Regions from separate parts of the Zea mays genome. Here region 1 is linked to region 2. The links are chromatin contacts, called in public Hi-C maps. All regions are on one chromosome and are shown on one strand. Each heading gives the region's core, a stretch centred on a gene start, on an enhancer-like site or on the middle of the called end of the contact. The rest is flanking DNA. Distances are from core to core; before and after follow the strand shown.

Region 1 (3,744 bases), core at 318-2,817, 750 kb after region 2:
GCTGCTGCTTTACGCCAGGCAGTGACAGGAGGATCAGAGGCACCAGCAACTCGACCTGCAACTCTCTCAGATGCCGATTCAGAGAATTCGGCGACTCTCTTTCTTGTACGCCTCCTCAGTCCTCCTCCCTATATGTGGCTGCTAGTTACTTACTGCTTGCTACCGGCAATGGCGGCTGGCTGGTTGCAAAGCCAAGAGCTACAGACAAACTAGTGAAAGCTCTCCCACCCGTCGTCAGAGCAAAAGGCTGCCTGCCTGACCATCTTTTTTCACCCATCAAAGAAATGCACAGGAATGTAGTAGTAGTAGTATACAGTACCTCTCTGGTACCTGAGGGTGGATTCCTCGGCCTGCCTCATGACGTCGTCGGGGTCGCAGCTGATGAAGAAGGCCATATTGCTCACGCCAGGGCCCGAGCTCTCCCTCACCGCCGCGAGGAACCTCGCCGCCACCTGGACAGGCGTCACCTCGCCGGACCTGTACGCGTCGGAGAAGTCGCGGACGGTCCAGCGCCTGATGCCGCGCGCGTCGGCGGCCAGCGCGGCCTCCAGCCGCGCCGGGAGGCAGCCCACGGCCTCCTGGACCCGCTCCGCCGCCGACAGGTCGGGCTTGGTCAGCCGCACGCTCTGCTCCGGGGTGTCTGGAACAGCAACGACAGTCCGTCAGTGCGCTCGCTCGGTCGGTCAGGCCAGACAGGGACGGCAGAGCAGAGCAGAGCAGAGCACCTTCCCAGCTGTGCGATGCCGTGAACAGCGGCGGCTCCGGGATGTCGGCGTCGGACACCAGCTGCCAACAGTGGGTACAAGTACAATTAGAAGCGGTCAGAGAAGACGCTGAACTATACTGCAGAACACTCTTGTCGCCACAGTGCCGTACGTGCCGTGCCTTCCGCTGATGGCTGCTGCTGCCTTTCAGTTCGTTTCACAGGCAGGCAGGCAGGCAGCGTCTGAACTAGTCAAACTTGGGGCCAAACTTTCAGTTCGTTTGACGGAAGCGTTGGCAGAAAAGAGGTTTGATTCTTGAATTCAGCGGAGTTTTCACGGAAGGGGGATAGAGATGGATGGACTTTGCACCTTGTTGATGAGGTTGTCCTTCTTCAGGATGTAGAGCACGATCTGCCCGACGATGGGCATCTCCAGGATCCACACGAAGATCTTCACCAGGAGCCCGGCGACCCGAGGAGCTGGAGGTCGAGCGAGGACAAGGGGGGGGATAAAAAATTCTCAGTTCTCTTCTACTCCAAGCACTGAACTGAACTGAACTGGGTTCAGATCAGCAGAATTACAGATTCTCTTCTACTACTAATAGAACGACTGAGTTGAGGACACCGAGAATTCTCCAGGATGAGCGGGCAGCAGACCTTTGACATTGGGGCTGATGTAGAGCTCGTCGCTGCCTGGGCCGAGGTCCACGTCGGCGGCCGGCTTGTACACCTTGGCCGGCGAGCTGAACAGGCCCATCTGCGGCGGCGGCGGCGGGAACGGCAGACCGACACACAGAGAGAGACAGACGGGAGGAGGAGACGTACTCGCAGAGGGTGGTGGACAGACGACAGGGACTACTCCCGCTTGGCCGGATGCTGTGCGATCAGGCCGAGGGCTGGTTTTATACGCCGGTAATGGCGAGGAAAGAACAGCGACGACAGGAACGAGGACGGCCGGTTCCTTTTTCTTGGTGAGGAGTTAACCGGAGGGTGGGGATCGGAGGACAGAAGGGTAGAAGACGATGGGGAATTGCGAGAGGATGTAGATACAGAAGACAAGACAAGGCTGTGGCTTGTGGACATTCTTGTTGCGATTTTGGCGGGGGAGGGCGACGGCGGTTGCTGTGTCTTCCGACACAGGGTTTGTTCTCTTTCTTTACTTTACCAAGGCCTCGTCATCAAGTTCTGTTTTGCACGCCGATGAAAACGAAGACGACCACCTTGCGTGCAATAACAATTTTCTTTTGTTTTCTTTAAAAAGTTACAGGGTGTCGGTATCAATCAATACTTTACTTCTAATACCGAAGTTATCGACCAAGTGTGTCTGTCGTTAGTTTGGTAACCCTATTTTACTAACGAGCGTTTGGATTCCTTTATTTAAGAAAGATTGGAATTCATTTAATAAAGTAACATATTTAGCTACAAAATCATGGGATGACATGATTGGATCAGATTAAAAAAAAGTGTAGTACTTTACTACATTAGCCTCAAGGTTGGCTGCAATTAGGTCAAATTAAAAAAAAAAACGTACCACATTAGCCTAGCTCAAGGATGTAACTGGATCGGAACTGATTTATGGATTTGGTTAAATGTGTACACAATGTTGACTTAAAGACAATTCTACAAAACTAATTTATATTGTCCAGGTATGTAGCGTCGTCGCCGGCTTCGATTGGTTAGTCACTCTCACTCATGCGCCGATTTTTTATTTTTATTTTTTTACATCCCCAAGGTCGGCACTACCTCGGTCCAGGTAATATTCTAGTTCTGTTTCTCCTCAACTAAACTTAGGCCCCGTCCATTTGTTGTTACGGATTGATCGATGGGCTGCAACGGTTCCTTTTTAGAGAATGGATACCCGTCCAGCTTCACCTCATTTGGAGGATTAGTCAACACACTAAAAGTTTTTACATGTAGTGGTCACACAACTAGCCACACATACATATATGGAGGAACTCATTCTTTAGTTTGTACGTATAAATTTGACGATATGAAATAGTAATTATACTCATAGTTTTCACATATTACATCAATATAACACCAAATGAACACAGCTTATCACTCATCAATTCGCACGCATGTTCATTAGTTTAATCCACAATCATAGTCACATAGACCAATTTAACACACAGACACGATTCATCAATCATCAGTTTAACTCATGGCATCACTTTAACTCATAGGTAATATGCACCACACGTACATATAACATGTATCAATCGGTGTGTAAATGATATGCATACCGGGGGACAATAGATTTGTGTTCGGTGGGGTACGCTAAGGAGCTATGGCACAGGGGGGGGGGGTCATACTGGTTCAGGCCGTGGCCCAGTCCAATATAGTGCTGATGGAAGTATATTGCTTAGGAGTATTTTGTCCAGTCTTTTTTATAGGTCAAGAGTGGCATTTACAGTCGGGACTTGTGTTCTACTCGAGGGGGTCATTCGTTTGTTGCCCCTGGGTTGCTCCCCTGTCCTCCTCCTGGTGTCATCAGAGCTTGCGACAAAATTAAATCGAGCTGAGCCGAGTTGAGTCTGAGTCGAGCTAATCACGAGTCGAACCAACTCACGGATATTTTGTCCAGCCCACGACCCCGACGATGTGTGCGTGGTGCAAAGATAGATGTAGAGATGTAACGGGCTGTAACCACGTCCCAGTCCCACCCACCAAACTCATTCCAACTCGTCACTCCACAGAAAAAAAAATGAAGTGCGTGGTGCACACTCATGCCAGTACGTATACTACGTACCCTTCTCACGTCACCCTGTACACGAACCAACCAACGATCGCCAATAAATGCCGCCGGGGTTTTCCATGCACCAACGAAGAAGATCGATCACGGGCACGCAAAAGAAAAGAGGAGTACAAAAGTATTCTAGAAGCCGAATAATTAAACTACTAGGACTATGCATGAGAAGAAGAAGAAGAAAAAAAAATGATGGGAGGAAGAAGATCCAATCCGATCAACTAGATGTTCCAGCCATTGATTTGGCTTTGTATGTATGCGCGCCATTTATTTCTCCTCCTCCTCCGTATCCATC
Region 2 (4,027 bases), core at 876-3,375:
CTGATACTGCAGGTAGCTTTAGCTGCAGTACTCTCAAACTATGTAATTCACATATTTAGAAAATATATGCATTTTCTAAAACCGACATATAGTTATGTGTGCGTAAATTTTTGCCAAGTAGATAAAAATATTTAACTCAGGTTTTATTTACCTCAATAATCATGGATTATCCCGTAAAAATGTTAAAAATGTGCGTTCTCGTCTGCGTCATCTGCAACTGCTTAGCAAAGCGACTCGTTCAAATGTTTATTTCATTTGTAAAAAATGTAACGGAACATTTTCTAAAACCGACATATAGTTATGTGCGCGTAAATTTTTGCTAAGTAGATAAAATTATTTAACTCAGGTTTTATTTACCTCAATAATCATGGATTATCCCGTAAAAATGTGCGTTCTCCTGTAAGTCAGGCTGCGTCATCTGCAACTTCTTAGCAAAGCGACTCGTTCAAATGTTTATTTCATTTGTTAAAAATGTAACGGAAATAAAAAAAATGCATTCGTTGAGAGTTGAACTCAAGACCTCCCGCTTACTAAACGGGTGCTCTAACCAACTAAGCTACGAAAGCTCTTGTTTCTTTTGTTTTGTTCAACTTATTGTTATCAAAAGTTAAGTTATGAACTTGCAAAACGTTCCATCTGTAGACATTTTTTTGTTGTTCCGTATCCAAATGTGGTTAATGAATAGGTCTGGTATAATGAGAGACCAAGATCTCACATGCCGATCATTATTTACTCTTCAGCTTATTCGTCATTTACAATTTTATTATAAATGTGAACATGAATTTTTAGATAATTATAAAATGCAAGTATGTGGTCCTTTTAAAAAAAAAACTTGTGAGTATGTGGTCCTTTTCTAAACTTGTGAGTACGTAAATTTTTAGAAAGGTGTTTTATTCTATCTTTTTTTTTTGCAGTTTAGATATGTGTTATTCTTGATCTTAGTAGTACAGGTAGCTTTAATTAGCCGCAGTACTCTCATATACTATATATATATACGATTCACATATTTAGAAAATGTATACATTTTGTAAAACCGACATATATGATTCATACTATATGTGCGTGTTTTTTTCTCTCTAGGTTCGTAAACAATATTTAACTTGGAATAAAATTAATACACCCGTTAAAACAACACGGACGAGTTTTATCTCGGTCTAGCTACCAGCTTGAAATAGTAATTTCATCCATACATAGTTTAATAATCAATAAAATATAATATAGTAAAATATAACATAATGGGTACTAATACTTTTGGAGAAACGTAAACAACTAAACATGTAAGTAAATCAGAGTTGCATACATTTTTTCGGTCCTCGTACCACGATCATACACAAGCACATGCATACACACACGTATACATACGATAGATTACGTAGCCACGCTTATTCGTGCATCACACGAGCGCATACATACGTACGCGCGCACAACACGGCGGGCGCTCGATATCACTCTCACACGCACGCGTAGCACACGGGGAGGGACGACGATACGGGAGGATCAATCAGCCGAAGAAGTGGTGCTTCTTCTCGCCGCCGGCCTCCTCGGCCTCCTTGTGGTCCTTCTTCTTCTCGTGGTGCTCGTGGAAGGCGAAGCCGCCGGAGCCGACGGCCGCCGCCGCCGCGACCTCCTCCTCGATCTTGTGGCGGTGCGCGTGCTCCGGGTCCTTCTTCGCCTCGTGCTTCTCGTACTGTGCATGTCCACGTCACACGAGGTGACCGTCATTCAGTTCGTTCGATTAATATATATATTATTCTTTCTCGTTCATGTATGTATATATATATACTACTCAAGGAGGATCGGATCGGACGGACTACGTACGAGTGCGAAGGCGCCGGCGGCGATGGCGCCGGCCTCGCCGAGGTGCTGCTTGTGCTTGTGCTCCTTCTCCTCCTTCTTGTACTCGTCGTACTCGTTCTCGCCCGTGGACACCACCTCCGTCACCGTGGCCTCCGTGTACTCGGCGGACTCGCCGTACCCGCCGGCGGCGAGCTGCTCCTCGTCCTTCTTGTGGTGGAACAGGTGGTGGTGGTGGTGCTTCTCCTCCGCCATGGATAATGAAACGAGCTAGAAGAGGGATGACCGGCCTTAATTAGCTTGTTGGAGGGAGAGCAAGTGACAATTGGATCGACAGCTGTTCTTGCTTGTTGCTTGGCAGTTGCTCATCGTCTTATATAGCCGGATGGAGGGGCCCTGTGGACTGAGCTGGCATGGCATTATGGACGGTGGTGGAAATCAGTACGCGTATCATTATTATCAAAATTCAGACATGATTAATTAGAAGCGATATGCACCGTCTACAGAACATCTTTATATTATATACATGATTCAACTATTTGCATGATCGAATATACAATTATTCCCTTATAAGATAATACAGATTGTTACAAAACTGGTACTCAACCTACTAAGTTGGTGTTTGATTTTTAGAGACTAAATTTGTAGTCCATCTATTTTATTTCAGCTTAGTCCATAAATTATTAAATACGAAAACCAAAACTCTATTTTAGTTTATATATTTAATAATTTAGAGACTAAACTAAAATAAATGGACTAAAAATTAGTTCGTAAATTAAACATCCTCTAAGATCGTTTAAGATTAAAGTCAGTTGTTTGACTATTAGAGTTGTAATTCATAAAGACAAAAATACTATAAAAATAATAGAATCTAGTATAAATTAAAACCAAACGAACATGTTCCAAACCTTTACTGCTTGCCCAACCGGACAGGGCAGCTTATTTGGGCGGTGGGCCCACAGATGTAGTTGGGCGGCAGGGCCCACCGAGCTCGTGGTCGAAGCAAGCTGAGATACAGTGTCGGCAGGGCAGACGGATGATCCTTGGAATATCCGGAAAGCAGTTTTTTCCCCCACACACCGAAGCCAGCTTTTATATGGGTTTGACACGTGTGCCCATATGTCGGCTGCACCTCTCAGTCTCATCCTCCTCCTCTCGCTCTTTCACACCGACCACCAGCGCCTAAAATATCAGGCATATGATTTGTTTCCACACATCTAGTACTAATGCAACCGGATCATATCTCTTTTCACGAGGAGAAGATGACGGTGTCGGCCGGTTGGAAAAAAAAATAATGCAAAAGGCTACCAAGATACAGCTTCCCTCGCATTAAGACACGGAATGCCGATGGCGACCCTGAACCGAAGATATTTATTCCTCTTCGCTGATCGATTTAGGGTCCCGCGGATTCGACTGATGGAGACAAAAAAAACTAACATTCATCTACAGTCTGTGTCCATTCATGTCAAAGATGATTGCATTCTTCATGAGGCATATACATCTACTATATTTAAGCAGGAAAATCTTTTTTGTGAACATATTGATCAGTCATCTAAAAAGCTTAAGTTGATGGAAAAAATTAGTCAATCTATCTATACACTTCACAATGAGGTCGCAGCACTAGGGATGAAACCCCGCGGCCGCCCGCTTTAACCACCGCAAAATATTCTTCTTGCGGTTGTGCGCTATGTTGTCATTATATGCCAGAGATAGCCAAACGGCCCTGCCCGGTCCGGGCCTGTTAAAACCTGGCCCGTTTTGGGTCCGGTCTGTTAGACACGGTTAGAAAACCTGGTCGGACCGTCTAAGCCCGCGGGATCGATTTTCTGTCCGAGCCCAGCCCGCAGCGGGTCTAAACGGGTCGAAAAACGGGCTAAGCAGGCCGTTAAACACGTTTTAGTGTAAAAACGGGCTTAACAGGCTTAAAGGTAAATGAGTCGTGTCGGGCTAGCCCACCGTGCCTAGTTTTCTGTCCGAGCCCAGCGCGCTTATTCGTGCCGGGCCGGCCTGGACACGCATACAACCGGGTCGTGTCGGGCTCGGACCGGGCCCAAACAGCGGGCTTCGTGCCGGGCTCGCGGACCTCAGGCTTATTGGCCATCTATATCTATCAGTATGTCTGATCAGTACGCATCATCTGATTTGATCTTATACTTCAGCTCTTCTAATTTGCTCCGAATTTATATTCGGAATTTAATCTAAAAATATCTCATATTTCAACATATTCAAGGAT

Evidence for each region. Hi-C and Micro-C count contacts between places; a contact is called where the count stands out from the background.
Region 1: a Hi-C map of endosperm shows a contact between it and region 2, with 2.5 times the contacts expected there. The contact joins the promoter of LOC100273549 here to the promoter of LOC542304 in region 2. A contact is called at or near these places in 3 of 25 Hi-C or Micro-C datasets (bundle sheath, endosperm and tassel).

The regions. Positions count from the first base shown.
Region 1 is chr10:9,416,682-9,420,425 of Zm-B73-REFERENCE-NAM-5.0, forward strand. It overlaps LOC100273549, which reads right to left and starts at 1,568. Exons shown (of 15, transcript NM_001347205.1): 1 at 1,361-1,568; 2 at 1,074-1,183; 3 at 726-786; 4 at 320-640. The coding sequence starts at 1,460.
Region 2 is chr10:8,665,293-8,669,319 of Zm-B73-REFERENCE-NAM-5.0, forward strand. LOC542304 (abscisic stress protein homolog) reads right to left here and starts at 2,126. Exons shown (of 2, transcript NM_001111891.2): 1 at 1,819-2,126; 2 at 1,280-1,687. The coding sequence starts at 2,049. The coding sequence ends at 1,502. It overlaps TRNAT-AGU (transfer RNA threonine (anticodon AGU)), which reads right to left and starts at 566; the gene lies at 493-566.